2 separate regions of the Hordeum vulgare genome follow, and region 2 is linked to region 1. Evidence: chromatin contacts called from public Hi-C data. All regions are on one chromosome and are shown on one strand. Each heading gives the region's core, a stretch centred on a gene start, on an enhancer-like site or on the middle of the called end of the contact. The rest is flanking DNA. Distances are from core to core; before and after follow the strand shown. Region 1 holds the start of LOC123449452 (ubiquitin carboxyl-terminal hydrolase 26). Region 2 holds the start of LOC123449458 (NADH dehydrogenase [ubiquinone] 1 alpha subcomplex subunit 13-B).

The links. Hi-C and Micro-C count contacts between places; a contact is called where the count stands out from the background.
Region 2: a contact with region 1 is called in a Hi-C map of leaf, with 3 times the contacts expected there. The contact joins the promoter of LOC123449458 here to the promoter of LOC123449452 in region 1. A contact is called at or near these places in 2 of 6 Hi-C or Micro-C datasets (leaf and seedling).

The regions. Positions count from the first base shown.
Region 1 is chr4H:551,711,959-551,716,861 of MorexV3_pseudomolecules_assembly, forward strand. It overlaps LOC123449452 (ubiquitin carboxyl-terminal hydrolase 26), which reads right to left and starts at 2,518. Exons shown (of 15, transcript XM_045126687.1): 1 at 2,260-2,518; 2 at 1,925-2,052; 3 at 1,205-1,801; 4 at 373-628; 5 at 1-252. The coding sequence starts at 2,004.
Region 2 is chr4H:552,154,977-552,159,932 of MorexV3_pseudomolecules_assembly, forward strand. LOC123449458 (NADH dehydrogenase [ubiquinone] 1 alpha subcomplex subunit 13-B) reads left to right here and starts at 3,305. Exons shown (of 3, transcript XM_045126695.1): 1 at 3,305-3,714. The coding sequence starts at 3,500.

The DNA.
Region 1 (4,903 bases), core at 1,268-3,767:
CTTGCCTGGTTTTTCACCAAAAGGGTGAAAACCAAGGCTGGATACACACTCATCATCAAACTCCCACCAGTGACCATTGCTTTCATCCTTTATATGTGCCACATAGTGACCACTATTAGCAGCACTACCCTTATGAATCAAAATAGCAGCCAGGTCATAAGTGTAGTTAGATGAAGGGTCTGACAACCGCTTCCCCATATCTAGCTGTCCCGGAAAACTGAATGATGAAGATATCTTTTTCTTCGTTGTTGTCTGTGGAGGAAATAAATTAATATGTTTATTCCACACAAATAGAGAAATCACACACAAGACAGAAGCAGGAGCAACAGATAGCAACAAAACTATGAACGAGCTTTGGATCAAAGTAAGCACCTTTGGTAGGAATACATATCGCTTGAGCTGAAAATTAACGACAGGAGGAAGCGAGCGAAGTTTTATACAACGGGTGGCGTCTACCCTTTTCTGACATGACTCACAGGAATATTGGTTCTCCCCATTCAGTGCCTCCACACTCAAATAGTCATCCAGACTTTCCTCTAAATTACTTAAACCTTTAATGTTCAGCTCCAGTTCATAGAAGTCTTCCATTTTTGAAGATGCATCAGAATCCCTTCCACATGATGAACACCTTAAGCATATGATAACTAACATCAGTCCTCCACAAAATTAACGAGTACAAATGAACAAACATATCATATTGTCATTCACTTTGGTATGCGCAAGCTGTGTGGATTAGAAATTGTGAATGCACTATAGCAATATGGCACACAGAAAGCAAAGATCTTGGTACCTGGAAGCAGGTGTTTACTTTATCTCTTCCTAACTAAGTATCTCAGTAGTCAATCCAATTATAAAATCAAAGATATGTACCTGAGCACATAGCTTGACCTAAGTACAAGATCCAGCAAAACATGACTCTCAAGTTCAAAAAAAAATCATATCCAGCTAACTGGTATTTTGTTGCTGTTTGACAAGATAACCAGCTTGTTATTATAATCACAAACAAAGATATTTTTATAGTAATTCTGTAGCGGCTGAACATCACAAGACAATAAAAAACAGTGTATGCGAGCAAACAGAAGCCCACAAGGCAAACACGATGTGATAATATTGGGAAGATAAACCTTCTACAAACTTAAAGTTCAGCTCCTACCAATTTCCAAAATAAATCTTGAGAAAAGCACCAATTTAGGCATTTACCTACCGAGTCACATGTGACACACTCCCGCGAAATAAATCTTGCACAATAGTTTTCGCAACAGCGACCTTGGAGTAACTTAACGAACGCTCAAGCAGAGACAAAAACAAGGTGAGAAATTCATGACTGTCCTGCTGGACACCGTTGTCTAGTTCTAAGGTCTTGATGAAAGGTGCAGAATCAATGAAAGATAGTTTGCTGGAGTGTAGCTGCGCAAATAATCGAGCCAGCTGATCGAGAACAGGTTGCTTCTTCAAGATGTCTGGCTCTAGAGAGAAAATGCCTGAACGGAAGGAAGTGTTCATGTAGAGGCACTGAAGTATGCTGTTGGCGTAACATGTCGCGCCCAGATTAGTCAATCCAGCAGGTGTCTCGGTTGAAGCACGGAGATCCTTGGATGGGTCAGGACCGAGGCCACCGACATGCTCGCCATTTTTCTGCCAGAGGCCTGTCTTCCTCGCCCCACCGGTGGTGGGGATCAACCCGCAGAAACAATTGGGTGAGTCCTTGGTGTTCCCATGGCAACCCTGGCAAACCGGCTTCCAGATACTGTAAAGTTGCCTAATATCATCTTGCGTGATGGTGCCAGTGGAATGTATCCTCCTGCATAGCACAGGCAGCACCCCAAGCAAAAAACATTCAGCAACAGAAACACATTGAAACCTCACCCTTCACCCTGTCAAATCTCCGGCTCCCAACAATGGGGAAAGGCAATTGTATACATACTTGAGAGCAGCATAAGACGGGCTGGCAGACTCATCGGCGCGTGGCCTCTTGTTCTTATTGCGGGTGTTGTGCCTGCTCATTGTACCATCAAACTGAGCGCCAAGCGAAGCCACGGGTTGCTCTCCCTCCTGCGGAAACAACAGAAGCCAGAGCATTAGCGCGTCGGCGTCAAGGGCGGACGGAACGAGGAGCATTGGGGTCAGTTCGAACCCTAAATTTCGTGGGAAACAGACTGCTATCGCTACGCTACCTAGCAGCAAACGAATCCGCCAAAAAAAAAACGGGGAAACTCTGTGGATTTAAGAGAGAAAAGGCGTTTGGATTAGAATGCTCACGGCCAAGGGAGGAACAGATCAAGCTCTCCAGGCAATCTGAAGCAGACTAGGGTTCGTCACCGGCAAGGAAAAGCAAATCCAGGGCCTGATGGATCTCTGCTCCACGCCAGTCCGGTCCAGTAGAGCGGCGGCGGCGGAGGAGGAGAGATGGATCCCCTGGAGGTGGCGGTCGGCTGTGGAAGGGCAGCGGGGCGGAGAGGGTTTCCCTTCGATGACCACCGCCGCGAGATGGAAGGGGATGAAAAGAAGCTGATCTGCTTTTTGGTTTCAGAGAGCCGGGTGACGTGCCGCATGTTTTGTTGGGTCGGGCTGCATCCGTGGGCTTTGGCAGCAGTCATGGGCTGGGATGGCACAGGACCGGTAAAGGTTTGAAATAGAATGGTTCTTTTTTGCTGGAATGGAAATGGAATAATTGACCTTGAACTTGTACACTTCAAGGCTTCTGTAGATTCATGGCGGCATTCGGCGTCGAGACGTGTATGTTCTTCGATGCATGAGGGCATAGCATTAGCAGAGCACATTTGTGGCGAACTGCATGACATCGGATGCGTATGATGGATCACTCGGACCTTTACAACATTTCACATGACTTTGCGATTGATATGGCAAGCTTGAGTCCATGACGAGTTCTAGAGCCTTCTAGTACTTATATTTTTATCAAGCATTTATCTGCATGTTTATAACTTATTTACGTGGAGAAACTAAATGATTTATCAAGTATTTTACTACATATACTCAAGGAGAGAAATTGAAGGCAAGGTATGTTGCTTGGCCCAAGAGGAAGAAGAGCTCCCACCCAGGTAGGTAGAAATCAACCTAGATGAGGTTAATTAGCGCGTCGCCGTTCTTGTGTTGCCAATAAAAGATTGCTAGTTAAGTCCATCCACTCTCTGCGTTAAAGATGAAGCGTAAATATTACTATAAAATATCCCAATTGAAGATGGTATCAATGTGAGTTATGTCAAATAAGGTAATATATTGAATTTCAAACAATCAAATGGAAACAATGGTGGGGCGTGAATGAAAAGTCTTGATTTGAAGTTATTGATGAGCCTATTAATGAATCTAGTAGTCACCAAAACCCTAGGAAAGAGGGTGTTGGTTTCGAAAGAAACATTAATGCTGATGGATCTTACTGGAAGCGTGAGCAGTATCCCAAAACCACATGGGTTGCTACAAAGGGCCCCATAGTTGATCCATCCATATTATCTGGCTTTACCTGTGTTAATCCTATCATCATTGATGAATCCTTTGATTCCAACTACAAATTGTTCAAATGTCAAAATGGTGAAATATTTGTTAGGTTCATTGGCACTAACTACAGGAATGGTTCACCCATGAAGAGGATATGGCTTCCCAAATGTCTTCCTGAGAAGCTTCCAGTAAATGTCACGACGACATCTCTCAAGAAGAAAACATTGTCCACATCAATGTCTCCGAGGAGACAAAATTCTTCATATGATCGCACTAACAACTATGTTTCGTAGGGAAGGACTCAAAAGACTAGTGAATATCAACAATATGGCATGAACCTTCTCTGCATATTCATTTGAGTATTCGAACCCTCCTGTGAAACGTGCTATTAGGGCTACATTTTCTAACTTCTCTGATGCTGATTTAAATCTTATTGCTTCTAAGCCACCCCTCAAGATGTGGGTGGTTAAGAAGAATTAATATCTTCATGCAGCATCGGGTCTCTAGAGAGAATGAAGCCTAACTCGAATACTATCTCTAGAGACCCGAAAACATTCTTGTCTCGATGCAAGAAAACAAATGCAAATGGTTTTACCATTTATGTCGTCCATTGTTACTATTTCTATCACTGCAATATCTTCATCAATGCATGATGTTGCGGCATGCCTTGGTGAACAAGACTAATTCTCAATGCAGGAAGACAAATCCAGTCCAACCGAATGGATCATGGATAGTGGATGCACTAGTCGCATGACTGGTGATTGAAGCCTATTGATGGAGTGAACTCTTCGACCTCCAACCAAAGATCACATCGTCTTTGTCGACAAAAGCACCAGCAAGGTGTTGGGACTAGGTAGAGTTGCTATATCAAGGGATAGGCACATGGAAAATGTGATGCTTGTCGAATCCCTTGGATACAACTTAATGTTTATCTCAATGCTCCGTGATATTGACATGCTTGTCATATTTGGCAAATTTTGATGCATTGTACTAATGGCCTTTGATGAAACCAACATCTTTGAAGATTTTCGAAAAGGTGATATATACATGGTAGACTTCTCTGCAAGACCACAAGTCGCCACATGTCTTCTAGCAAAGGCTTCAGAATTCTGGCTATGGCATCGACGGCTAGGACATGTTGGTACGAGGAACTTGCATACACTCGCCAAGAAGTGGTGAGGACATCAATACCATTGTTACACCCACAACCCCAACTGTTATACATATTGGACCAGTTACTAGAGCTTGCGCATGCTAATTGAATTACGAGGTACTTTAGTTTCTTGGAAATCATTCTAATGTTCGTGAACATATGATGATGCATAAGTTAGATACTTTTGTTGTACTTATGAATGAAGAACCTAGCATGGACAAGAAGGATATCCGTTGGAGCGGGATCAAGCATGTAGAAGACGGTGCATGTGCGGGAAAGAACAATGGAGCTTCCACT
Region 2 (4,956 bases), core at 2,055-4,554, 440 kb after region 1:
GTTTGAAAAACCTTATTTGGTACTAGCTAGCCTTACCCCCATATTAGTGCCATGCTTCAATGATGTTTTTCCTCCATAATTGATGAAGCATTTAGACAATAACCAACTTATATATTAGACCAAAATGACCCTTTTTGCACAAGCACGCACCATTTATGTATTTTTGCCATGTCCAACATACAACTGCAAGGCCAATTGTAACTTTTTTTAATCTCCCTTCGAAATTCAAGGATCCAAGATAAGATTATGCATAGCGTTAGGTAGAGATTTAAAATCAAAATCACATGCCCTATACTTCACGTGAAATTGGCAACATAACAATTCAAGAATAAATTAGCAATGCTTTCCTACATATCACAAAATTGACAACTTCCTCCCCCAATCAGCCCCTCATCAAATTATTCTTTGTAAGGATACTATTTCTAAATACCGTCCAAAGGAAGATCTCCAGTTTCAGTGTAATCTTAGTTTCCCACAAGAATTTATGAGGAGAAATAGATTTCTGAATGACCACTTTTCTTGTACAGAGATCTCATAGAGAATTCTCCAACTTTGGTTAAAAACCATTTGACATCATCCCATTCATTTGAAGATAACAATGGTCGAGCAATTTTCAATTATGTACCTCGATAGAACCAAAGTATCTTCCAAAAGCTTTCTCCTATATTCGACTCTACCCCAACTCAACTAAACATGTGTGTAATCGAGATGCTTTTGCCAAAGCAATGAGTGTTTTATCCATTGCCCACCACTTTTCTAGCAATAATTATGAAGTAGGTTTTTTCACTTTCAAAAGGCTAGACCAAATTGCAATTGTGAATCACCACTTGTAAGTTTTACTCCAGTCCAACTTCCATCACCAACAAGCAATGGTTTGTTCATCAAAATATAACATCCCCAAACCCCTATGGCCTTTTGTTGGCACACAATATGCTGCCTCACGAGATGACTGTTCTGGTTATCCTTATCCTAATGGCAAAACAAACAAGTGTGAAGTAAATTCAACATTTTTATAACACCCACATAAAAATTGTATGACAACATCATAAACAGAGGCACATTGGTAATAAGGCAAGTTTTTATTAACATATATTTTCCTAAATCTTGTGCTAACATTCACATTATTCCGAGTCTTGTTTCCCTTATTTTTAGTCCTTATTTCTAATTGTATGGGTTACTAGGAAATCTTAAGTACTTAATAGGCAAATTGCCCACAAATCAAGTACATATTCTGTTATAGAGGTCAACTATATTAGTGGTTTTTTCAAATAGGAATTTTTCATTTTTATGGAAATTAATTATGAGACATTTGTGAATTCAGGGAGTCGACATCACGCGCCACGACGTCGAGGAGGACCCAGACGTGATACCTTCTCCCCTCGTTGGCTTCAGTGTGGCTCCACAACAACGGGTGGGCGAAGGAGGACGGATGCATGACGCAAACACATATTTTATTAGGAGCTACTACATGGATTCGGGCTTGTTAAATAGGATTGTTTGTGTACTATAGATTCGCAATAATACACGGACATTACATGTTTTTTACAAAAAAAAATCTAACTATCCCCCTCCACCCACAATTTAAGTGGGATGGGCTCCACCTCATCCCCAATTTCAAATACTTAGCCTTCACGTTGGCCTTTCCGTTGGCCCCATAACAAACCACCCGTGTGTCAAGCATTGCTCGTAGATCCGTTTCATAAAAGCTCTATGCTCCACCTCATCTGTAACCGCCTAGAATTTTCTAGCTGATTTATAGACAATAATTTATAGGGGACCTTCGATTTGACGTTGTATGAGCGAGGGAACCACGGAGCGCGCACCACACCTGGACCTCGTGGGCTAGCCCATGTGCGGGGTGGGAAAGCGGGAACCACCTTTTTTTGCGTTTTAGGTTCTAACTTTTTCCCTTTCAAAATAATTTTGGATTTCAAAAAAGTTGCAAGTTGTGAAGTGTTTGTGAATTCAATTTTTTTTCAAAATTTGAGAAAATGTTCAGGAAATGGTAAATGCTCTCAAATTAAAAAAATGTTCACTGAATTCAAAAATAGTTCTCCAATTCAAAAAATGTTCACTGGATTCAAAAATAGTTCTCCAATTCAAAAAATGTTCATGATTTCAAAAGAATGAATATTTTCAGTATTTTAATGATTTCATTTTCGGGCATTTTATAATAATGATCAACATATTTTGTATGACCACATTTTGAATTTGATGAACTTTTTTGAACTTGGTGAAAAAAAATGTTTTCACGAACTTTTTTTGTGAAACATCGATGAAAAAAATTCTGAAACCATTTTTTAATTTTATGAACAATTTTTGAAAATAAATGAACAAATTTGGAATTTGATGAACATTTATTCCATTCAATGAACACATTCTGAATTCTGATGAAAACTTTATAAATTCAATGAATACAATTTGAATTATATTAACATTTTTGAATTGTTATTTGTTTTAAATTGGTAAACATTTTTTGAATTTGAGAAACATTTTGTTTTCATGAATTAGGAAACAAATTCGCAAAAAAGTGAGAATTAAAAAAGTATGCAATTTCAAAAAATCATCAAGTTAAAAATATTTTAAAACATGTCCTTAATTTAGATAAGTTACGATTTCAAAACTTTTTACGATTTCAAAAAAGGTTCACGAATTTGAATGATGTCTGCAAATTCAAAAATAAAAATAAAACGAAAAAAGAAATAAAAATAAATATGAAAGAAAGAAAAAGAAAAATAAGAAGAGGAAAAACAGAAATGAAAAAGAAAAGAAAAAAAAGAAAGCAAAAAATCAAAAGGAAAAAAACACGATTCAGGCAAGGTTCTAGAACCTTTGCAAAACCTGAGGGAAAGAAAGCCGTTAATGGGATAGCCAAAGGAGGCTCGAAGGCTGGAGGGCGTGCCAAATAGAAACCCCATTTCTAGGACGTCCGAAACCGTCTGAAACTCAGGCAAAACCGAAGGTATCATTAGGATCCAGCAAGGCATTGTACAATGTAAGATGCTTAGGAAAGATGTTTAGATAAATAAATTGATTTTTCTGTGACACCTAATGTCTATTTGTGTAGGCTAGACGCTTAGTTAACCATTCCTCATACAATAAACACTTGTACTTAGACGCTTATTTTATTTTTTAAGACAACTTGGTTTATTTTTTATTTTTTGTGTGTGGCAAATCTTGGTTTATTTACTATAAACACATATTCTAAGCACCTTGCGTTATACAAGGCCCAAAGCTCATCAGCGCTTCTCCCCAAGGCCCATGTAAACTCTTGCGGAATAGACCCCGGAGAGTGACGAATTTACCCGCTGCCCACACTCGCTGACAGAGTCACTGGAACGAGGCGATTCCTCCCACCACCAGGTTCCCCCAAATCGCTCCGACCCGCCACTAACCCTAGCGACATCTGCGCTCCCAATCGCTCGGCCTCTCGCCGGAGCACCAGATCCGCGGCCGCTTCGCCCCCCGCCGGTGGTGAGATTCCCGGATCGGAGCCAAGATGACGGAGTCTATGGTGCGGAACAAGCCGGGGATGGCGAGCGTCAAGGACATGCCGCTGCTGCAGGACGGGCCGCCGCCCGGCGGGTTCGCGCCCGTGCGCTACGCGCGCCGCATCCCCAGCAAGGGCCCCAGCGCCATCGCGCTCTTCCTCACCACCTTCGGCGCCTTCTCCTGGGGCATGTACCAGGTCGGACAGGGGAACAAGGTTCGCCGGTAAGTGCCTGCCTGCGCGTCGATCTGCCTCTCACGATGACGTGCCCGTCACCATTTCCATCGAAACGGGCGCTCGTCGCGAATCAATCCTTGCATGGCTGCTTGCCTTACCTCCATCGGTTACATTCTTGCGTTAGTTGAGATAAATTGTTGTCTGAAATGCATTTAGATAACTGTAGGTCGTGTCTAGACAATGACACACCGATATGGTAGCAGTGTAGCAACTAGGAAGGACTTGCATTATTAGCAGATGCCATGTTTCTAAGAAGTAGCTTAATGTTATATATGCAAATGGATGTGCCACATTATGATTGATATGCCACTTCATCCCTTTGCAGCTGCTCCAAGTTGACTATTCAACATACTGTAACATCTGATTAGCTAATTTTATGGAGAAAATGAATTTGGACAATTTTATAGCTGAGGAGCCAGGCCCAATCTGGCTGTTGATTCCTATGTAAAGAACTATGAACAATGAGTTGTAGGCTTATAGCATAACTAAGACTTGCACCATTCACCACCACTCCTCCCTCCTGGCCTCCATGGTATCCACTCGCCTTCACATCATATATCCGCCCTTTAGCACCATCTCAATATTCCTTGCGGTCTGTGGTGCCCTCACACACTTGCGTAGCACTCCACACCGGAACAGGGATCTCAGGGGATCCTACGATTAGCAAATCATCTTGCCTATGCTATAGCAATGCCACACAATATTTAGATTAAGCTAATGTGGTTTCAGTGGAAATTATAGTTTCTTCGTTTTGTAGGCCTGTCTTGTTCATTTTGTAAAAATAAAAATTCCATGTCTCAACCTTAAACTACCAAAGTACCATGTGGGTCATTTTTTTAGAAAGAGGAGATTGCCCTCGGATATTGATTAATAGAAGCAACTGTGCCAACAGAGATCGTACAAGAATAATCTGGGCATGTGGTTCAGATGCCATCATCCAGGAGAGAGCTGCCTAAAGGTCTCATTAGAGCAGCCTTAAAAATCAACCAAACTGAGCTTACATCAAAATAGGCAAGAATCACACTACAACTACGAAGTCATGATCATATCAATAATTTGATTGTGAGTGCAATGTGGTTGGACCCTCTTCCAGCATTGGAACTCCAAAACCGCCTAAAAGGCAATCTTAAAATCACAAACTAATCCTTTTGCCACCTTTGCCTCTTTCCAATCGTTGTTTTTACATGATCTCGTAGTGGGTCGGATGGGTCTCACATGTAATGTTGGTA